Linked DNA regions of Gossypium raimondii: region 2 is linked to region 1. A link is a contact called in public Hi-C data. All regions are on one chromosome and are shown on one strand. The core of a region is the stretch at or near the end of the contact, and the rest is flanking DNA. Distances in the headings are between cores, read along the strand shown.

Region 1 (7,364 bases), core at 3,593-6,092:
TGAATTATAATCCTATTGACAAGGGCTTGGTCAAGATATCAACAATTTGATCCTGTCCAAAAATATAACCAACTTGCAACCACCCGTTTGCCACATTTTCTCTTACAAAAAACAAGTCTAATTCAACGTGTTTAAACTTGGAATGCATGACAGGGTTGCTTGCTACAGCAATAGCAACTGAGCTATCACACCAAACTAGTACTTTACTTTGAATTGAAACACCTAGTTCTATCAACAACAACTGAATCCAAGCTATTTCTACAGTGACATGAGCCAGGCTTCGATATTTGGCCACAATTGTGGGTCTCGACACCACTTGTTGCTTCCTAGAACTCTAGGAAATCGGATTTCCTCCAAGAAAAACACAAAAACCAGAGATGGACCGGCAATCATCAGTATCGGATCCCCAACTCGCATCAGAATAGCCTTCGAGAAGAAGCTTTAAGTTTCGAGTAAACTGTAACCCATAATCTAGTGTCCCTTGTAAGTATATTAGAATTCATTTGACAGCTTTGAAATGTGCATCTAAAGGTTTGTGCATATACTGGCACACCTTGTTGACAGAAAAGGCAATGTCTAGTCTTGTTATGACCACATACTGTAGGGCACCCACAATACTTCTGAATAAGCGTTCATCCTCCATCGAGCTTCCTTCATGAACAGACAATCAACAGGTGGTCACCATTGGGGTAGGAGAAGCTTTGGACATATCCATGGAAGCTTTTTGAAGTAACTCCAAGATGTACTTCCTCTGACTCAATAAAACACCACTCGAAGTATGTGTTACTTCGATCCCAAGAAAGTAGTTCAACTGACCTAAGTTCTTCAAAGAAAAATGAACATCAAGATCCTTAACAAAGCGATCAATAGTAAGAGAGTCAATGCCAGTGACTATTATGTCATCGACATATACTAAAACATAGAGAAGTTGAGACCCTACTCGCCGAATGAAGAGAGAAACTATCAGCTTTAGATGCTACAAACTTAATAGCCAGCAAGAATTCCCGCAATTTATGAAACCATGCATAAGGTACCTGTTTAAGGCCATAAAGTGCCTTTCGTAGTTTGCAGACAAGCGGATGACCATCAGTCTAATGTTGCTCAAAACATGGCGGTTGTGTCATATAAATCTCCTCATTCATATCCCAATTCAAAAAAGCGTTGTTGATGTCGACTTGTCTGAGAGTCCACCCTCGAGACACAGCAAGAGCCAAAACTTCCCGGATCGTCGTTGGCTTGACCACAGGGCTTAAAGCATCCAGAAAATCGATACCTGCCTATTGTAAATAGCCCTTAACAACCAACATTCCCTCGTAGCGAGCTACGGAGCCATCTGTATGTCGTTTGACCTTGAAAATCCACTTGCAACCAACGGCCCGATGACCTTCAGGTAATGGTGCAAGATCCTATGTTTTATTAGCTAATAAGTCTTCATATTCGGCTTGTGCAACTGTAGTCCAGGCAGGACTTTTAAAAGCCTCAACAATGGTAGATGGCTCATTCTCATTCAAGACAGTGGAAAAAAGTTTTGGCTTAAAAATGCCATTCTTCGACCGAGTTCGCATTGGATGATAGTTAACAGAAGGAGGAAACTGTGCAAGAGTATCAGCTGGTGCACTAGACGTCGGTGAGCAGCCCATGGTAAACGACTCCCTTGATGAAGGTAAAGAACTAGGAGAACGTTGGATATCAGAAGGTTGTGTTGAAGCGGAGACAGGGAGAGCTTCAAGTGAACGTAATGAGCCAGAAGACAAAGGACTAGTACCTAGCTGAGAGAGAGTAGTGGATAAGAACCGATACTCGCCCCTAATCTGTTTGTAGAATTTTGATAGACGTCTCAAATTTTACTTGAACCATCTTGTGAAAATGAAGGAAACAACGAAACACTTCTGACTTTAATTTAAGAAAATACAACCATGTATATCTGCTATACACATCCACAAAATAAACATAGTAAGAAAAACCATTCGAGGACACATGTGATGATCCCCAAACATCAGATGCCACTAACTCAAACGGAAATGAATACACTGTTTGTGATGTACCGAAGGGCAGCTTGTGAGATTTGCCCAACTTACAAGGTGTACACACAAAATGTAAGCTACTATGCTTGAAAGAAACATTACAAGAATTCAAAACATGAGCAAGTGTATTATGATAGGGATGGCCAAGCCTGTCGTGCCAGAGTTCAACAAAAGAAGGAGTCTGAACATTGCACAGAAGAGGAGACTCGAAGCTTTGAGCAGGACTAGGTCTTTTTGAAGTAGCTCGAGAGAAGTCAAACCTATACAAACCATCATGCTTTTGGCCTTCCACTAGAATCTTCCCTATCTGAATGTCCTTCACAAAACACAAAAAAGGATGAAACTCAAAATACACCGCATTATCTCTTGCAAATTGCCCTACTGAAATCAAATTTTTACAAACTGCAGGAACATGTAGAACATTTTTGAGATGTAACAACCAAGAACCAGCTACAAAAGTTGAAGAATCTACTTTAGCAATGGAAACTGACTCACCATTACCCATGGAGACTTGTCTTGTACCTATGTAAGCAGAAGCATTGTGAAGACCAGTCATGGTTGGGGTAATGTGATTAGTTGCACCAGAATCAGGGTACCAAGTCTGATTAGCCAAGGAGAAAGACAGAGATGGAGAAGACGATGAAGGAGCTACCGTAAAAGGTTGTGAGCACGAGCTATAACAGTGAGCTGATGAACAATAAGATGTAGGAGCTTCACCAAGATTATGGTAATTGACAGACATTGAAGAACTCAAACCAGGGCCAGAAAAATTCTCATCAAAGCGGTGATAACATGTCTGCACCAAGTGTCCTATTTTACCACATAATTGACACTGTAGTTTCAAACAAGACCACCCGCAGCTCGAACCACGAGCACGACCTCGAGACCACCCATGAGCTTGACCCCTGTGTCCGCGATTAGAACCACGAGTAGAATCTGAACTGGATTTCAAGTTGTCGAGATTACCTTACTGTGAACGAGACACCAAGTTGGCTTGCAGAGGCACATCAGTCAATAAAGCCAATTGTCATGCTTCGCAATCAAGAAGCATCTCAGTAACCAACTCAAGACTTATTGGAGTGGCAGAAGCAAGTACTCGAATGGACTCAAACTCGATGGGAAGGCCAAACAAGATAACGATGATCTGTTCTTGTTCAGTAACTAGGTTACCTGCTGCAGTCAAACTGTCACTTAGACTCTTGACCTTGGAAAGATAATCTTTAATGGGAAGACATGTTTTCTTGATTGAGTATAGTGCATGACGCATACTTGAGAGCTTGATATTGGACTTGGCACCAAACCGTCTATCAATGGTTGTCCAAATATCAAAACTGGTCCTAGCCGCTATTAGATGCACTAATACTTCATCAGAGACTGTGGATAAAAGCCACAAGGCCAAGAACTTATCCTGCTTATTATGTACAAGAAATGTCGGATTCACTACAAGCTGACCACCAGTACCAGGTCTGAAAGCAGGAGGAGGAAGAGTGGTGCCTAAGAGAAACCCTTCAAGACCATACCCTTCGAGAATCAACAACAACTGATGCTTCCACAAAAGAAAATTATGTTCACTGAGTTTAATAGTATCATGCTTGGCAAAGTAATGAACACCAGATGAATTAAGAATCTCAGAATCTGGTTGATGGACTACTTCACCAGAGTTGCTAGAATGCCGAGGTGTGTCAACTGTTGGAACACCTTCTGTAGCCATGAGCACAAGAGAGAAGAAAAAAAATCTATACCAGGAAAGCCCTGGCTCTTGATACCATGTTAAGATAGACTGAATTCATAGAAAACAAAAGAGGGTCTAACTAAGTATTTAATACAGTAAGTCGGTAACTAACTGCTAACTGATGCTAACTGACTAACTATACAACAACTGAACTTAACTATCTTGACTAACTTTTACAACTAACTCTTATTCATAACAGAGATGCTACAAACAGAGATAATTGAGGTGGAAGTATTTGATGTTTGGGAGATTGATTTCATGGGACATTTTCCAAGTTCTTTCAGGAATCAGTACATCCTTCTAGCTATCGACTACATTTCAAAATGGGTCGAAGTTGCTTTACCTACCAATGGTACAAAATTAGTGGTGAGATTTCTAAGAAAAAACATATTCGCTAGGTTTGGTACACCGCGTGCATTGGTCAGTGATGAAGGATCTCATTTCTATAGTAAGCAGTTTGAAGCTGCCTTGGCTAAATACAATGTACGACACTGAATAACAACGACCTATTAGCCGTAAGCTAATGGGCAAGCAAAAGTCAAATTGTATTTTTGCCCCTATACTTAAAAATGAGCAAATTAATCTCTGTACATTAGATCATTAGATCAAATATCAAACTAGTCATTTTATTACAAATTTCATCCATTTTTATTATTAAAAACCGGTTCATGTACGTTAGTAGGAAGTACACATGGCATGCCATGTGTCACTGTCCAATTATTCTATCAATCATCTCAATTTTTAACAATATAAAAAGATGAAATTTTTAAAAGAAATTACCAATTTACTCTCTAATCTAATGTATAGAGACTAATTTCCTTATTTTTTTAGTAGAGGGGTTACCAATTTAACTCTCATAGAGACTTTCATAATACTTTTACTTTTGCTGTCATTAAATGGTAAGAGTAATTTCAACTTTAATACTTTTTCATTGGTTTATTTCATGGCGTTGCTGTTTTGAACCTTCATTAAACATTTGAGATTACTGGAGAGCAAAATAACAAAAAACATTGAGATATCTGCCATGTCAATACCGTCAATATAAGCTTCCCCCATCGTCCAATTTTTTGTTTTTTTCTTAATTTGTCTGAAATCTTGACCACCCATTTGTTGTGGAAGGCAGTTTGAAGATGACTGTAAGATAATGACAGTGCAAAGAAGCAAAGGAAAATTGATTTTTAATGTCTAGTACATATAAAACGAAAAAGATATGCATATATCAACGAGATAAAACAAAAGGTTTCAAATCATGATCCTTAACCTTTTAAAAATGATGAATTAATCGTTGTTAAATCATGTTCATTTCAATTGTTTCATTCGACTGTTCAATGGTTGCCATAAATTGGGACCAACATGTATTTACCTTTACCTCCATAAGATCTCAGTTGGGCCGACCAGGTTTGCGCAACTGCTGGTTTCTGGTTGAGGTTTGGGGTCAATAGGCTTGCTTTGTGGTCTGCAGGCATGGAGCCCATCCGCTGCTTCAACTATTAATTCTACCCACCCATTCTTGTTTGTGTTCATCTCGATCCCAAAGGTCCTTCACGATGGACCGAACCATTAAAACTTTGGGGGAAGGGGTGGGGGGAGGGTTAACATGTTATTGTCGGGCTTTGAGCCGATAATTGTTTGAATAAGCCGAAAAGGATTTGAATTTCCTTTACAGGCAGTAACTTGATGATGAACTTCAGATTGTAGCTTAGCCTCAGAATTATTGGATCAATCATCTATTTTGAATCTCAATAAGCAAAAAGAAAGGGTAGAATCCAAAAGAGAAAAAACCAAGCTTTTTATTTGCTTCAAGATTTCCTTGGGAGAAAATGAGCATCAAACTAGGACCCCTGATTTTTGGTTGGATTTCAGGGTTAGTCCAAAGAAAACCCTTAAATCATGCCTTGCATTGTTATGCTTTGAAAAGCGGGACAAGATCGACAACTGTATGAGTTTGTGTGTTAAACAAAAAATGCGGCTGATTTGGAGTTTCAAAGAAACCTCAAATCATCAGAAAATTCATCATTCCATCACTATTTCAGGTCGACTTGCATCCTACATATAATCCAGCTATCCAAGCAAACAACATGGAATCCACTGATTTGGAAGTGATGTATCCACAGAAATTTTCACATAATACTAAACTTTAAGATGGTTCAAGTATCTTCGTACAATATCAACTACTACTACTAATAATAAAGTATCTTCCTACATGCACCCCTACCTCCACCTGAATTAACTATTTTCAAAAATAACAACAATTATTTCTTATTAAATAAAACATTTATATTATCAAACAACTAGTACAGATCTAACTGATCTAAATTTGTAAAAACCTGAGTCGGATAATTAATCCAACTGGTCTGTTCTTTTTTTTTTAAAAAAAAAAAAACAGAGGAGACATGTACTATGCTGCATATAGTATAATCCAAGTGGCAAGCTATTAGAAAGTGAAGGGGAAATATTCAATGATGAGCTTAGTTAAGACCTACACACGCATGCATGGTAATGGGCTTCCATGGACCCTTACCTGCTATGGTTTTAGGTGAGCAGACCCAAGAACTATAACGCTCTAACTCCTTTTGAGGTCCTCAATAGTCTAATTGCCTTAAAATATATACTCATGCACTTTTTTGTGAGAACCAATTCCTTAGTATTACTAGTACATACATATTATATGTACGAGTGTGTACTTTTTGTGAGAGTCAGTTTCCTCGCTAGTTGGGAATATCAATGAGGATCACAACCAAAATTTTATTTTAAACATTAGAATAGGCTAAAAGAGTGGCGACCCCTATGTTTGATACACAAATCCATGGGAAAATTTTAAAATTTTGAAATGCGTGTATCGAGCACATTTGTATTAGAAAATGACACTCAACTCAAGTCCAACGTAGAAAATGAATTGGGGAAAGGTTCACTCGTGAGCAAGTACATGAATGGAAGCAGTCAAGTAAACTAGTAAGGCTTATTATAGCTGAAATCAACTCACTGTCAATCATCTTTATTCTTACAAAATGGAAATAAGATAGTATTCCACACAAGGTAATTCAGATACTACGAACCTGCAGAGTACAAACGATCTAATGGAAAAAGTAATGCCTCCCGAAGAATACATACCAGTTCAATCATTTGACTCATCAAAGCTTGGTTTCATACCACTCCTCAAGTGTTGGTGTTGCAACTCCAATATTTCTCATGTCATAGATATTGGCTGGTTCACATAAAGTTAAGCCTTTGTATCAGTAAACTATGATGCCATTTTTGCAAAAAGAAATAATGTCTATTTGGTTCTCTCAAAGTTGCAAGTACAAATAATCAAGGTAAGAAAATTCTTTTCATATGTCAATCATGGTAGACAAATAAGAAACAGAAATGTCTGTTAACAGCAAACCTCCTTCCACATACCACTGTCATAAAAACCAATCCCCGAATTTGATTATGCCTTCGACTCTGAACACACAAAGCATGGAAAGAACTTGTCTTTTTATCACCAGCTTGAAGCCACTGAACCCGAGATTGACATCTCCAGAATTCCTCTTCTCTCTTAAGGTCCTGCTTCAATGATTTCGCCTTTACATGGTCATACACGGGCTGTCTAGCTAGCTTCTCCATTT
Region 2 (7,364 bases), core at 2,393-4,892, 130 kb before region 1:
ATGAACCTTTTTAACATGCTAGAAATAGAAGAGGCAGCCAGAAACTTCGCTCGAGATAAGTAGCTAGCAAGATAAGATACAGCACTCATCCTGCATAAAACAGAAACTAATTAGCATAAGAGATAATCTAATGAGGGAATTTATTTTCTTAAGCTTCAAATCAAACAGTAGACTGCTAATCAAGGATAAGAGAAAGTATATGGAAATAGGCTTCTAAATGTGAGGCAAAAAGATGACAATGCCTCATCAACTTCTAGCTGATTGAGAGACATGTAAAATAGGCTTTGTTTCCTCAGTAGTATAAAGCAACAAGATAACAAAGTCTCATTGACTTCCAGTTGACCAAGACATGTAAAATAGGCCTACCTTTCTCAGTAACATGTATAGGCTTTCTAAGCACACACCCCCCCCCCCCAAAAAATAAAAAAAAGAACATCAAGATTCCTTGCTCTATGGACCCATGAGGTCCCTGGCTGGAAGTGCACAAACAATAGAAAACTGATTAACTTAGAAGCTGCCATAGGCAGAATAATAAAATGTACCCTTTTACGTTGTTAGACATGGCAAGTGGCAACGTGTCGGACCAAGTTAGAAAGGACTACAAAATCATGCACATAACGAGCATCTGAATGTCAATACTTCACGTGTTAAAGTGCACCAGATCGAGGTCCCAATTGCTCAACCCCATACAGATCAGGCAAGAGGCATGGATACACACAAAGAGAGGGAAAAGGGAAGTAGAAAAAAGTATTGTAGTAAATACATGATTGAAATTCTATGTATATTTAAAACTTAAAAGGCAAGAAATATATGCCCCAAAAACGCGGAGACAATATTCATTAACCCTTTCAAATAATAAAAAACTGACCTGGTTGGTTGGGGCTGTGAGTCTTGAACAAATAGATCTGCCAGCACTGTGGCAAATCTCATACCACAGTTTTCAGGATCTAATGCACAAGCATAGAACATAACAAACTGCAGACATTAGGTAAAAAAAATCAGATGAATTACCATACAAGTCATGCTGGTCTTATTGCTTGTATTAAGAAAATTTAACCAAAAAAAAATAGTACCATGATGTTCATCAAGAATTAGAAACGGAATTTCAACAAACTAAACAACATATGTGATGACAATATGAGTATTACCTGAGCAAATTTTGACTTGTAGGCACTTAGAACTGTTACCCGAAATGACTGGAGAAGTGTTTCAAATACCTACCACAGCAATTAAACAAACCTAAGACCGAACCAGGTAAAAGGATGCAGTGGGAGATGGAAAGATTAACTTCAGAAAATACCTTAGCTAAGCGGCCCTCCCTTTCACAAGATTCAAGATGTTCAAAGGTTAAAACCAGTAGGTTATCTAGCAGTTCAGCGATGCTGTTTCCAGCTAGACTCTTACGGCTTAATCGGAACTGCAAAATGAGCTCCATCATTTTTACATCATGATTATCATAAACTGGTTACTAGAGTTTTAGAAAAATATTGAAGTGCAAAGGATGGCCATTAATTCATCAACAACAACCTTGGGACAACACAAGCAAACTAAGAACCAAAAACATGTTAACTGTACCTCTCCAACATCTGGCTCAGCACTTTCCTCAATGTCATCCACATCTTCTAGCTCCATCTCAAATATGCCTTTACTAAAGTCATCTTGTAAAATGGCATCCCATCCAATCTCCACCTAAACAGAACTCCAATACATTCATTATGACATACAAAAGCCAAACAATTTTCTCATTCTAAGGAAAATTCAAATTACTTACATCTAGTTCTATCAGCCGGTCCACCACAGCCATAAGTATTGTGCTTCCAACAAGTTCTCCAATTTCACCACTCTCTAATTTTAACATGTTCTCCACATAAATTACTATTGCCTACAACGACAAGGGGATAGGCTTCAAATTCAATTGTCTTAACAAATTTCAATAATAAAATATGGCAGCTACAGGCACCAAAGCAACAGAACGTATGACATAATTGATCAGTAAATTGCATTTAAGAACTCCACCAAACTGAACAGATATCCAATAGTGGAACAATGGTATCTTACATTCTCATCCATCTAGGGACTAAAATTGATTGCATAAGCAAAACAGCATTGAGTTTTTAAGTAACATGCTACAATCAGAATATCTAAAGATATCTAAATATGATAATAAAAGGAAAATTTAGAAGGAAAAAAAATCTAAATTCCCTACTGAAAAAATTCAACTTACTCGGTCCTTATGATAAATTGTTGGCATTCCTTGGAGAACTATGGTCAATAATCTCAAGGGGGCAAGAGGGACATAATCAGCTATCTTTTTGAAAGCTGCATGCACCCGAGAAAGAACTTGTCCCTTCCTCTCAAGACCATGTGGCATTTTTAGTTTATCCAAGAAATAAGGTGGTGGAGTGAAATTGCTCACAAGCATACCCAGACACAAATCAAGATATTTTCCATTTGAAATAGCCTGCAATACGATGGAAAATAATTTTAAAGAAAAGGTGGAAGTAGGAAACTATGAAAACGAGCTGGGAAGTAAGCAGCACATACAAGGGACACAATAAGTTCAGCTAATGCATCTGCCACATGAGGCCCGTAGTTCCACATGCTCATACAATAAATCTGGAAGAATTGCCGAGGGAACAAGTAAATAAGGGGAACACACTGAAAATAGGCAAGGTGAAAAAGAAAATGAAAGAGAGGAACTTACAGCAGAAAGGAGGGAGTCATGATGAGTAATATCTATAGAAGATACTGCCCCAGCTAGTGCCTTCAAAGTAGTCTATGATTCATGTAATTCATAAAAAAGAAGACGAAGTTAAGCTTAGATACATAAGATAGGATGGTATGCATTGGAGTAATAAAAGAAAATGAACAGAAAGACACCTCGAGTAAGGCGACCTCATCAGGGGCAAGATGTTTGGAATGGTGCATGACCCCAACAAGCTGATTATAGCTGTTGTTATCACCCTGAAAAAATAATACAACATATAAGAGCAGTTGCATTAGAAAGCACAATAGAGAGAGTGTGTGCGTGTGTCTTTGAGCGCTTACGGATAGGACGGAGGCGAGAGCTTGCTTGACATGAGAAACTATTTCTGAATCAGTGAAATTGAAAACTTGATCTTCCTCCATCTCCGGGTATTTCGGCAATTCCAATCCCATGCTCTGTTTTAGGTTCAAATTAAGCTGCAGTGCAAAAAAAAAAAAAAGTTAGCTTTTTCAAACTTCTAAACATAAGGAGGCGGCGTAGCAGTGGCGCGGCTGCTATTAGGCGGTACCGGCGCCATCCACCACCGATAAAGACCTCAGTAGGGATGCGAACAAATTTCACATCAATAGCAGCGGATCACGGACACAAATAGAAGGTCCGCTATTACCGCTCAACCCATAGCTTTTAAAAGAATTGTCCTTCTCAACAAAGAAAGCAGAGATAGCAGTAGGATTGAAAACAGAAAATGAAATAAAGCAGAGTGATGCAGAGGCAGAGAGAAAAGAAAGAAATCTTCTTAGGGTTTCAAAACTTACCTTATTCAGTTTCCTTCTCCGTGGGAACTTGAAGGCAGGAGAGGGCTTGGGTCAGAGACTGCAGGAACAGGAGAAGCTTGTTGGCGGCGGGTGTTCAAAGAGAGATAGTTAAGGGTTTTTAATTTTTTTAATTAATTAATAGAAAATAAATAGTTTTAGGGATAATGCCATCTTTGGCCCCTTAATTTATCAAATATTTTATTTTGGTACTTTTTCTTTGAAAATGTCTAATTTTGGTACTGAAGTTTGATTCCATCTAAAATATTTAAAACATTTTTAACATAATCAACCAATAATATAATTTTACTTTTATGTAATTAATGTAAAGTAACATTATTGAAAAAATAACTAATTAATATAATTAACTCTAATATTAATTAAATGATAATTAAGATGTTTAAAATTCTTTTAACTAATACATCCATTTTACACCAATAAAATTAGCACAACTTTTTTAAATACAATTAGCACAAATTGTTTATATCAACTTTTTAATTAATATTTGTAAATTAAAATATAATTATTTTTAAATGCATAATTATCACAATTTTTATTAAATTATAATTATTTTTAATGTCACGACTTGATTTTACTTCAAATTTTTTATTTTTTAAATGTAAATTTAGTAATACGATGGAAAATAAAAGGTTTTCTCATCAGTTTATAAGTTTCTTCAAACTTGTGGTTTTATATTCACTAGTGTCACAAGTCAAAGTTTAAAACCGGTGACCATCGCACCAAATGCATCCAATGGAGGTCTATTGTTTAGATGGGGGATCATTTGGCCCGCAAGAATTGGCCCGATTCGGTAAACTATTGGAAAAGCCTATCAGATTGAAGCCTGGTTGGCCCGATAATAAAGATATGACAACTTAGGCAATCTTGATAAGTATGAGAACTAACCTTTAAAGATTGATAGGGAATCATATCTTTTAAAGATTAGATTTGATATGATTTGATGTAATCTTGTAAATCCTTAAAATCAAGGGATAGGTTAATCTCGTCCGTCGATGTAATGTAATCTTGACTATCGGTTTTTGGGGGAGCTCAACTATAAATAGAGAGCCTCCCCCTCATTTGTACTCACTCCATTCATTGTTTCATTATTCTTTGTGAATAAAAAAATATTGAGAGTATTTACTCAAACACCTTGTGTGCGTTCTTTTCTGTGGTTTTCTGTTGTTATTTGTGGCTTGTTTTGGCATTGTTTGCTTTTGTTATATAAATTGGTACCTTTGAGGAGTTCTAAAGGAATCCTAACTTGAGTAAAGGTTTACTTAGGCGAGCTTGGACGAACGGATCGCCTAAGGCCGCACCGGATCGCGAGACAAAAGATCTAGCCCTGTGACAAGTGGTATTCGAGCTATTAGTTGTGAAGGCACCATTGGGATGTCGAAAGAAGAGTTCGAACAAAGGTGAGCCAAAAGATCAGTCCCTTTGAGGGAGATGTTGTCGATTGTTGAGGAACACGTGGATAAACTTGAGGAGTTCATGGAAGATGTGAAGGAGTCACACAATGCGCTTGGTGAACACATAGATGACTTGTGGGAGCAATCCAGGGACTTTGTGACCATGTGTCTCACTTCCAATAAGGATAATGTGCAAGAGTTGCTAGATTCCTAAAGGAAGAAGCTGAATGAGAGGAACAATGCTCTCGAGGCCATGGTAATGGCTTTGAAGGAGTAAACAATGGCCACGGCGAAGGCTTTGAACACAAGAATAGAGGAGCTCGAGGGAGAGCTGGCCTTGTGTCGAGCAGCCATGGGGGAAGAAGTGTCAAGTACAGCCCTTAGTTATGAGGATGTCCCAAAGCCAAAAGAGTTTGTGGGGACAAGGTCTACATACGATGTGGACAATTTCTTGTGGAGGATGGAAAACTACTTCCGTGCCAAAGGCATCGTGGATAATGCAGTTAAGGTAAACAGTGCTTTAATGTTTCTTACTGGTATTGCACTTTTATGGTGGCGAGGCAGGTCTACAGATAAAATTAAAAGTGAGATTGGGACATAACAAGAGTTCTAGTGTGAGTTGAAGGGACAATTTTACCCAAGATTTGTTGAGGAAAAAGCTCGGGCAAAGTTGCGATGGCTAACGCAACGAGGCACAGTGGGAGAGTATGTTTGAAAGTTCAAGGAACTTATGCTCCAAGTTTCAGATGTGGCCGCGAAAGAAGCATTGCTTACTTTTCAAAATGGATTAAAGACGAGGGTTAGATAGGAGGTGGAACAAAGAGGTGTCCAAAAGCTGTCGAAAGCCAAAACAATAGTGAAATCCATAGTCAAGCTTGGTCTAGGGAAAAACAAGCATAGATTTTCCAAGTCTAAGGAAAGAGGCGTATGTGAAAAGGATCACAAGGAAGATTTTGATGGCAATGGCATTGGCGACAATAGTGGTAATGGGAAACCACGAGTTGGGAAGAAGAAACCCAACAAGAAAAGGGACAAGTTGAAATGCTTTCTTTGCAACGGTCCATACATGTTGAAGAAATGTCTGAAGAAATCTGAGATTTCTAAGGAAGAGAGGTCGATAGGTAAGGCCTTGGGACTTGGTTCAAGCGCAAAGGGTATCGAAGCCAAGGAGGCCAAAAACGAGAAGAAACCAGTGGAGTGCTTCTTGTGTCATGGTCCGCATAGGTTACGGAAGTGTCTAAAGAAGTCTGTCATTGAAGGGGATGATGGAGCAGACAATGAGCCTAAGAAGCTTGGTTCGAGCAAAGGAAAAGTCGAAGCCAAGAGGGCAAAGAGGAGCAAGAAGAAACGAGTAAAGTGCTTCTTTTGCCATGGTCCGCATGAGTTGCGGAACTGTCCAAAGCAATCCAAGTCAATTGTGGTAAAAGAAAAGGCAACATCGGAGCTTGTTGAGTCATCGGAGGGGCTTCCAGATGAGGAAGATATGGGTTTTTCATCGAACTTAGGGGAAAAAGTTGAGATGAAAACACTGAAGTTGGGACCAATGAAGCTCAATTCGAGTAAAGCGACGGAGTTGGTCGAGTCGTTAGCAAGACTTTTCACCCATGAAAGAGGTGAATTTGGCATCGAATTCAAAGGAAGAAGTCACAATACAAACCGTGAAGCTAGGATCAATGAGGCTCATTTCTATTGACACATTGGAGGGACTACCACCCATGAGAGAGGTGGGGTGTGCATCAAACTTCGGGAAAGTGGTGATGCAAGTTGGACAGTTGACCAGAGTAAATGCAGCTAGGAAGGTACATTCTCAACAATCTGATAGTGTCTTGCATTCTAACTTGTTGACTTGGCAAGAACGTAGGGGCCTTTTCGAAGTTCTTGAGCAAGGAGGCCGAGAGACTCTGGGCAAAGCGAAGCCATGTATTGTGAATTAAAAGGATTCTATTCGAGACAAGTTGGAATGTGGGCAAGAGAGAGACGTAACTTCTTGCCATCGAGATGTACAAACAAGTGAGACGGTTCGAGTTGAGAAGCGACGAAAGTCGAGGCATAAGTCTCGAAGGAAGGGAAAAGCTATAGCGTCGAGACGAGATTGAGGTGAATCAAGTCAGTGCCATTCCGAAGTCACAACGAGGGCGTTGCGAGAATGGGTGGGAGAGAATGTCATGGGTCAAAGTTTAAAGCCCGTGACCATCGCACTAAATGCATCCAATGGAGATCTATTGTTTAGATAGGGGATCATTTGGCCCGCAAGAATTGGCCCGATTCGGTAAACTATTGGAAAAGCCTATGAAGCCTGGTTGGCCCGATAATAAAGATATGGCAACTTAGGCAATCTTGATAAGTATGAGAACTAATCTTTAAAGATTGATAGGGAATCATATCTTGTAACGATTAGATTTGATATGATTTGATGTAATCTTGTAAATCCCT

What was found. A called contact is a pair of places that touch in the nucleus more often than the background predicts.
Region 2: a contact with region 1 is called in a Hi-C map of leaf, with 2.3 times the contacts expected there. The contact joins the promoter of LOC105788057 here to the enhancer-like site in region 1. A contact is called at or near these places in 2 of 2 Hi-C or Micro-C datasets (both in leaf).

Annotation. Positions count from the first base shown.
Region 1 is chr2:12,471,024-12,478,387 of ASM2569854v1, reverse strand. LOC105788054 (probable inactive nicotinamidase At3g16190) reads right to left here. Exons shown (of 5, transcript XM_012614739.2): 5 at 6,690-6,961. The coding sequence ends at 6,888. Among protein-coding and RNA genes, the nearest start is that of LOC105788054, 11 kb to the right of the region's middle. Within about 2 kb of position 4,842, the one cell type or tissue checked has open chromatin away from gene starts, as enhancers often do. A contact at or near this core is called in leaf, where this site is marked.
Region 2 is chr2:12,595,441-12,602,804 of ASM2569854v1, reverse strand. LOC105788057 reads right to left here and starts at 3,642. Exons shown (of 16, transcript XM_012614746.2): 1 at 3,523-3,642; 2 at 3,049-3,183; 3 at 2,881-2,964; 4 at 2,705-2,776; 5 at 2,545-2,616; 6 at 2,225-2,461; 7 at 1,772-1,882; 8 at 1,576-1,689; 9 at 1,301-1,417; 10 at 1,149-1,217; 11 at 869-975; 12 at 7-90. The coding sequence starts at 3,159.